Linked DNA regions of Mus musculus: region 1 is linked to region 2. A link is a contact called in public ChIA-PET data. All regions are on one chromosome and are shown on one strand. The core of a region is the stretch at or near the end of the contact, and the rest is flanking DNA. Distances in the headings are between cores, read along the strand shown.

Region 1 (3,547 bases), core at 461-2,960, 360 kb after region 2:
TGTAACCGCACAGGTGTAATTATACCTGGGTTTTTATGTGGGTGCTAGGATCCAAACTTGGGTCACCATGCTCTTATCCACTGAGCCATTTCTCTAGCCCCAACCTCCTGCTTTTTAGAGTTTAAGGAAATTATTCTCACTAAACACTCACCACGATTTTTTAAGACATCCAAGGCACTCAAACTCCAAACCTGGACCACATTTAAAAACTTGCCATCCTCTTCTTAGGGGTGTACTTGAGATGCGGTAGTTCCTGGTACAGTGACACTCAGATGATCAGTGCTCACCTGGCCAGAGTCACCGCAGCTCCAGGGACAGTTCTGAACTCGGATGTTGCTCTCTCACACACGCTTGGGTTTTCCTGGCTTTGGGCCGGGGTATCTGAGCTGAGCAGTGTCTCAAGAGAGGACTTCTGGGCTGATCGAGATAAGATTAGAGCTCAGATGGCAAAAGAAGAAGAAATAATAGGCTGAGAGATTGCCTCATTTGCCTCTTTAAATTTTCATGGAGAGGGCAATTTGTTAACAAGGGGGTGGTCCCGAGGCAGCAGAGGCATCAATAATTCAGCAGAGACTATCAAGCTGTAAATAGACCCTCGGTGCCCAGCTGAGCTCCTGCCTGCCACACTGGTGCTGTGCAGGATCTCCGAGAAAGGGTGAGGCTTCCATTACCCAGCCCACCTCAGTCCTGCCTCTCCTTTCCCAATTCTCAGCCAAACTGGAAACTCAGACTACAGTGGCTCAGGCTTCATGATGCCAAGCTAAGTGCAGGTTGAATACCAGTGTCCTCCATGGAAGGTGCTGGAAACTGGCACTCTCCCTAGTAAGATGACAGGGTAGATACATATACTACCACCTCCTGTCAGATGGGGGTTCAGGGTTTAATGATTCTCCCCTAACCCAGCTATACTTCACCCCCAGAACAAGTCTCATTTGCTTGATTTGGGTCCTTCCCGCCTTGCTGGACAGTAGTGGTTCTCCACGAGGAACAGAGGGGCTTAATGGTACTACAATCTGTGCCCCTACCAAACTTAGTTCCTCTGAATCCTCTACGAGATTGGGTTTTAATATGTAACTTCTGTATCCTTTGAGTCCTGTGGCACCTCCTTGAATACTGGGGTGAGCCCAGTAGCCTGGGTTAAGCAGTGGATTCTACTTAATGTACACAATAACAGCTAATGGCAGACGGAAGATCTCAGTCAGTGTTTTTTTTTTTTTTTTTGACACCTGTGTAAAGCTGAGGGCTGACATGAGAGTTTCACTCTTGATTAAGTCCCTGTCTTCTCTCTTAGGTGCCCGCTCATTCTCTCAGGAGCAGGAAGCATCCAAGCTGAGGTGAGGGCAGAGCCCAGGGAAGTATTTGCTGCTCAGAACATGGTGAAAAATCTACTTAATCCCACCTTCGTTTTGATGTTGTAATCCCCTTCAGCTAATTCAGAGCTTCAGTCAAGTGCTGTTCCTATGAACCCAAGGGAAGTGTTGTTATGTAGAACAAAGGCACAATCTAGACTTTTATTTTCCCTCAGTTACACCTTTACTGGTTCCTTGGTGACAAGATGAACTCTTAGCCGCCACAGGTCCAGGATCTTCACTTGAAGTTGACTGGTGACCAATTGCAGAGCAAGCAGGAAGGAAGTCAAAACCTCAGAGAAGACCTGAAACCAGACCCTTTCTTTCCACATCCATGTGTGACAGCCCACACAGTGTGGCCAGGGGAAGGAGACGGTAGGCAAGCTGATGCCTGGGTGATGCATTCAGTCATAGACACTCCTCAGTCTCTGGTGGGGAGTCCTGATGAAAGCATTTTAAGTTGAAAATATCCGAAGTAAACCGTGTGTGTGATGCCTACTGCACACGATAGTTAAACAGCACAAGACAAGGCAGAATGTCGTCATTTTCATGCTGTGAACGTGTGACTGACTGCTGTTTCTCAGCTTCAGGCCGCGGCCCTGCCCATGTCCTTTCCTTGGAAATAATCCATATGCAAAACCTTGAGGTGGTTTGTGCGGAATGCGTACAATGCTTGTACCACCATAAAACTACTAAATCACCACATCAAACCGTAATTTGGAGCCAGTCTACAGAAAGAACATGAAATATAAATCACTGTGATATGTATCTATAATGGTTCGGTATGTTAAACACGGCTTTTTCCTCTCTCTAGAAAGACTTGTCTCTACTAGATGGTTTGAAGTTTTCAGAGTGCCTGCATGTAGAAAAATACTGCATATTCTTTTGTGCACAAAACATATGAATAGGGACAGATGCAGACAGGAGTCTCTTGTCTGTCCAGAGTCTTCATCTATCTGATATGCTTTATTCTCATCACCCTGCCTCCTACCTGGGCTAGTGCAGCACCTCCGAGCAGTCTGTGATGGTGCCCCTTCTAGGTGTTTTGTTTTGTTTTGTTGGTTTGTTTTTCCTCAGCAGAGCAGATGGCAGGGGTTCTGTTAAAGGCTAGCCCACACCCTACTCCTCGGCTTCCATCTTCAAACAGTGCCCAGTGCATTCAAGAAAAAGGTAAATTATACAGACTTTAGTGGGCCCTGCCTACCACACCAGACTCACGGTTCAAAACCATGTCTCCCCCATTCTATGAAGCGGTTACGACTCCTTGCTCCTTGTCTGGGTATTCGGTATCTGCATCTCTGTGTGCTCTTCCCATGCTCCTATCTCTTGGACAACCTCCACCAAGCCTCGTGGGCTGAATGTGTGATGCTGTGGGCACTGTCCATGCCTCTGTCTCAGACCTGCCATTCTCTGCTGGCTGCCTGCTCTGCTGCCTTGCCCTGACCACTAAGCTTCCTTGTGACTTACTACTGTGTTCATTTTTATCTCTCCCAGATCTAAGAACAATGTAGAGTAGGCTCAGAATAAATTATCTTTAATGAACACAATTATTAGTAAGGAAATTGATCCTCAAAAGTGCACCAGACTTATTCCCTTGCGTTTGTTTATCTCAGTTAAATCTGGGTCAGGAAGGCAGATGCAACATCTTTGGCTTAGATGTTACTCTTCCTCTTAGCCAGACCGTTCAGAACAAGCAAAGGGAGTTAAGGGCTATTTTATTCAATGAGCGTTTGTGAATCAATAGGAAAGAATGTAACCTCATATTGAAACAAGATAATGCCCCAGTTCATCAAGGCAGAGGAAAGCATTAAAAGCAACTTCAGTCCCTGAAACAAAAATAGTATTGTTTTTCCATCCAATAAAATTCCTAAAAAGTGAAAAAGCCTCATGGAATCTAACACTGACTGACTGAGTGTGTACATTTCCTGGGAACCAATGTTTGTATTCGGTAATTGAGAAGGTTGAAATGAGTTTGACTGCACTACAGCCAAGGTGCAGCAGGGCCGGCGTTCCTTCCTTTCTAGCTCCTCTATGAAGACTACGCCTCTGTGCAGCCTCTCACTTCTGTAGGCTACCCATATGCCTTAGTTTACTGCTGTCAGAGGACAGCTTGGTTGCTTCTTTTTTTTTTTATTATTCTTTTTATTTTTCTATTAGAAATACTACTGCAGAAGGTACGTGTATGTGTATATTTCTAT
Region 2 (3,894 bases), core at 1,027-3,526:
TGGCGTGGCATTTAATAGGGTGCCCTCCCCTGAAAGTAACAAAGAGAACCCTCATCAAAGCTATCAAACACGATTAAAAAAATACAAAAGTTATTTTTTCTCCTTTTGATTGCTATTTACTTGTGACAATATTTGTTAAAAATATTACTTCTGTCTTTGAGAAGAGATCATTCTCTTCATATAGTATGGAAAAATAAACTCTACTGAACACACAGTCAACACTCCCCACCACCAGGGGCTTTTGGCTTTCACTTCTCCAAGTAACATCACCAGCGTGGATGTCCTATGTTTTCTAGTAGGCAGACATTTTTTTTTTTTTTTTTAACCCACACTACCAGAGCTGGAAACAGAAACGAATGAAGGGGCAAGGCTCACATAACACATCGAAGGGGGAACTCAGAAAACAGCGTGTTCTGATAAGTTAACAGAGTGAAAGGTTGACAGTGGTTTCCAGCCCTCCTAAGAAGTCACGGGGTTGTCGCCTCATCTCCTCTGACCACTCACAGCCCTTCCAAACCATGTTCGATGTCTCCAGAAGGGTGGGGAGCCATTTAGGCCAATCATCAGTGTCCCTGTGAAGGAGGACTTAGCTTCCACACCTAGGGTCATCTTTAACTGAACTGGATGAATGGGAGAAGACAAGGATACAGAAAAACAGCAAAATGTTTATTTTCTTAGAAAAAAAAGTGAGGAGGGAGGGGTTGAAAATGATTGTGGTCACGTGGTCACACTTCCATTTGCATCTGAGCAAAAGCCAATGCTACAAGCTTAATCCTGCACTAAGAGTCCTAGTAAGCGGAACAACCTACTGCTCACTTGTTCCTTTGTCACTTCCGGGAGTCAGGTTAGGTTACAACAGGCTTTCAATCAATTGTGGCTCTTTCAAGCAGAGAAACTAGGCTCACCGTGGCCACCATCCCATGTCCAAAGCCCCACGTTACCAGTGAGAAGCAAGGCTCAGGCCATCTCTGGACCACTCGAAAGAGATGGATAAGGAGAATAGAAGGGAGGGGATGCTTGACATCAAAGCAGAACCAGGCTAGAACTGACATCTGTATCAGAGTTCACCTCTACCCAATCGCCGAGGATACAGGCTAGAGAGCATCCTGAAACCAATAACATCTTTAAAGTGAACTGCAGAATTTTGCTGCATACTTGGACACGAGAGAAGTGAAAAGTTGCAACAAGTTTTAACTAGCAGCAACAAAGAAAGTTCCAGAACAGTTTTTTTTTTTGTTGTTGTTGTTTTTGTTCTTGTGTGTGTGTGTTTGTGTTTAGCAATATTCCTCTGCAGGTTCATTAAGAAACACTGTAATTTAATGGGGCATAGGACATGGAACAGTCTTCGTTCGCTATAGTGCTGTTCAGTGAAGAGAACCGACCTTTGCAAAGGTTTCAACTGGGGTGCAACCTATTTACACAGTAGTAGCTCCTGGTCCGACTGAGAACCGATGCTATGTGATATCCTCTTCTTCAGAACAGTAATCCCGACCCTGGGAAGAAACAAAAGCAAAGGTCACATGGGTAAACAACGTAAACCAGGGTCAAGAATAGCCGAGGCTGGTCCATTTGCTTCCAACTTACGTCTGCTCTGTAATAGACTCGAGTTTTCATCAGTGACCACTGGGTTTAGACTGATGCTGCACACGCAGGAACACACGCATGCATGCACGCACGGTACATGCGCACATGCAGGCTGATTTTCAAGCTCTATTTATTCAAGGCGTGATAGACCAATCCTATAATAAGCTTTTTAAAAACACCGGGCAGAATTTATCTCAACTTATATTACAGGCATATAGGAGATACAGCTTACACCAAGAAAGTCAAAGTGTTTCTCTCTCTCAGCAGGAAGACACAAGGGTCACTTTCAGCGGCTCACATTCTACAGCTTCCCCCACCCCCACAATTGGATTTTAAAATGTCACAGGAGAAAGGTGTGTAAAATCCAGGGGTGCCTGAGTTTTTAATTCACTCTAAAATGGTTTAGATGAACCGCAAATAAGGGTTTTATGAACACACGTGACAGATCTGGGGCTGTGGAATGTCTTAACAGATGACTCCAACCACAGGACCTTTGATGAGCCGGCCAGCGAGTAGGTTCCTGGCAAGTTTGAGGACAGTAGGAAATGGCTGCTTTTGAGGCTCTTCCGTTCCCTCGCCACTGTGAAGACACAGCTGGGACCGGGATTGAGGTTCTGTATCTGACCTGGCTGGGCTGTCCTGATCAAAAGTATGTAACTTCCTCAGACAGTACAAGACAAAACCACATTTCTGTGTCACCACAATGTCACAGAAGGGCTGCTGTGAAAGGTCAAGTTGGATTATTTGGTTTGCACCAATCACTTCACTGGTTTCTCTCTTCATGTGCAAGCTAGATGCTCTAAACCTGGGCACAAATGCTCCTTTAAAAACAGATCTTTTGGCTCAATAACATATAAAAATAAGAACCTCAAGTAATATAACTGAAAATAGTGCATGGCACTAAGTACTTTGGTAGTTTATCTTACTTAGATAAGCAAGCATCATCCCAAGCTATCTTCTTGTTAACTATTTTATAATACACCTATATCAGGCAACCTCCAGACATCCTTTGTTCTTTTATTTTGGTTCTATTTCATTTCTATAGTTGATGTGCATGAAGTATCGGTAGCAAACAACTCTTTGTTTACCATGTATCTACTCCTTTGATTTCAGGCTGAATTTATAAAATTATAAATCATATTTTATTACAGTAAAAAAACCTACGATTTTTTGGTTACTAGATGTACTTTTCTAACCCCCCAGCCTATGGTTCTTTCCAGCATATTCAGTAAAAAAAATATTTTTCAAACAAACCCAGAATTTTCTAAATAACTGGAATCCATTCTTAAAAATACCAATACTTAAAAATTTTAAAATGTAACTATTCATCTAACATGTAACATGTTTAAATGCTTGTTATACATCTGCATATATTGGGAATATGTCACAATTCCCTAATGCTAAGTGCCACTATAACGAATTTTTAGTCCCATGTCTGGCTGCTAATCCTGGCTGTGTTTCTTGCTGATTTTGGTACCTTGTTCAAGTTACCTCTTTTAGTCTCAGTTTTTCTCACTGATCAAATAAAAATGAGGACAGCTATTTAACATGGCTGTTGAAAGTATTAATAGAGTCTAAATTGTGACTATCATTTGCTCATAGTGTGTGGGCACATGTATACAAGTATATTTCATATGCATGAAGAAAACACAACAAACAGACACACGCTGCCATACAACGAAGCCCTGGGACCCACAGAAGCAGGGCTGATAACCCACTTCTTGACTTTCTGAGTGCCTTGCAGAGTGTCTAAGTCCAGTGCCAACTTGAGGTTTCATTCATTTGCGGCATAAAATCTCTAGTGGATGGAGAAAATGGACAACCAGTGCTCCCAGGAAGAGGATGTAGGTAGCAGTCACCCCATGACAGCCTACCCAGTGACATGGCTCAGGCTGACACTGTCCCTCACTTTGGCCCAGACCAGGCAGGAACTATTCTCTCAATCACCGTTGCAGAGATATACAGGAGACCTTCAAGGTTCCTGATCACTGGGAGTTTATTTTCCATCGTGTGATACAGGATACATACAAATCTATCTAGGCTTGACCTGAGGAGGCTCAGACTGGATTCACTGATGGATGCTGGGCAAAATAATAGGCTTTGGTTTCTTGGGCACAGCCATGATCTCTATCCAATAGGGCTGTGATCAGGGTTCTGTGTGGGGAATACATCATTCTGTCAGGTAATCAATACAGTTGGCTCTTGCCACTTCTGTTCTCACCGTTAGGATAAACATTGGGTTTGTTCAGGCTCCCAGCAAGGGCGAAAGAACCCTTGTGACTGAGGCTGTGGTTGTAAGGTGTGATCTGA

Evidence for each region. ChIA-PET counts read pairs in DNA pulled down with a chosen protein or histone mark.
Region 1: a contact with region 2 is called in an RNA polymerase II ChIA-PET map of memory CD8 T cells, with 17 read pairs. The contact joins two enhancer-like sites. A contact is called at or near these places in 1 of 484 Hi-C or Micro-C datasets (pre-megakaryocyte-erythroid progenitors), 2 of 115 datasets of contacts at active chromatin or transcription factors (embryonic basal ganglia and memory CD8 T cells) and 1 of 9 other capture datasets (embryonic stem cells).

Annotation. Positions count from the first base shown.
Region 1 is chr1:152,252,466-152,256,012 of GRCm38.p6, forward strand. The region is part of intron 3 of Gm36920 (a long non-coding RNA gene); the gene reads right to left. Among named protein-coding and RNA genes, the nearest start is that of Gm36920, 36 kb to the right of the region's middle. Within about 2 kb of position 1,711, at least 48 of the 459 cell types and tissues checked have an H3K27ac peak or open chromatin away from gene starts, as enhancers often do. A contact at or near this core is called in memory CD8 T cells, where this site is marked.
Region 2 is chr1:151,891,940-151,895,833 of GRCm38.p6, forward strand. 1700025G04Rik (RIKEN cDNA 1700025G04 gene) reads right to left here. Exons shown (of 6, transcript NM_197990.3): 6 at 1-1,493. The coding sequence ends at 1,455. Among named protein-coding and RNA genes, the nearest start is that of Edem3, 140 kb to the left of the region's middle. Within about 2 kb of position 2,277, at least 29 of the 459 cell types and tissues checked have an H3K27ac peak or open chromatin away from gene starts, as enhancers often do. A contact at or near this core is called in memory CD8 T cells, where this site is marked.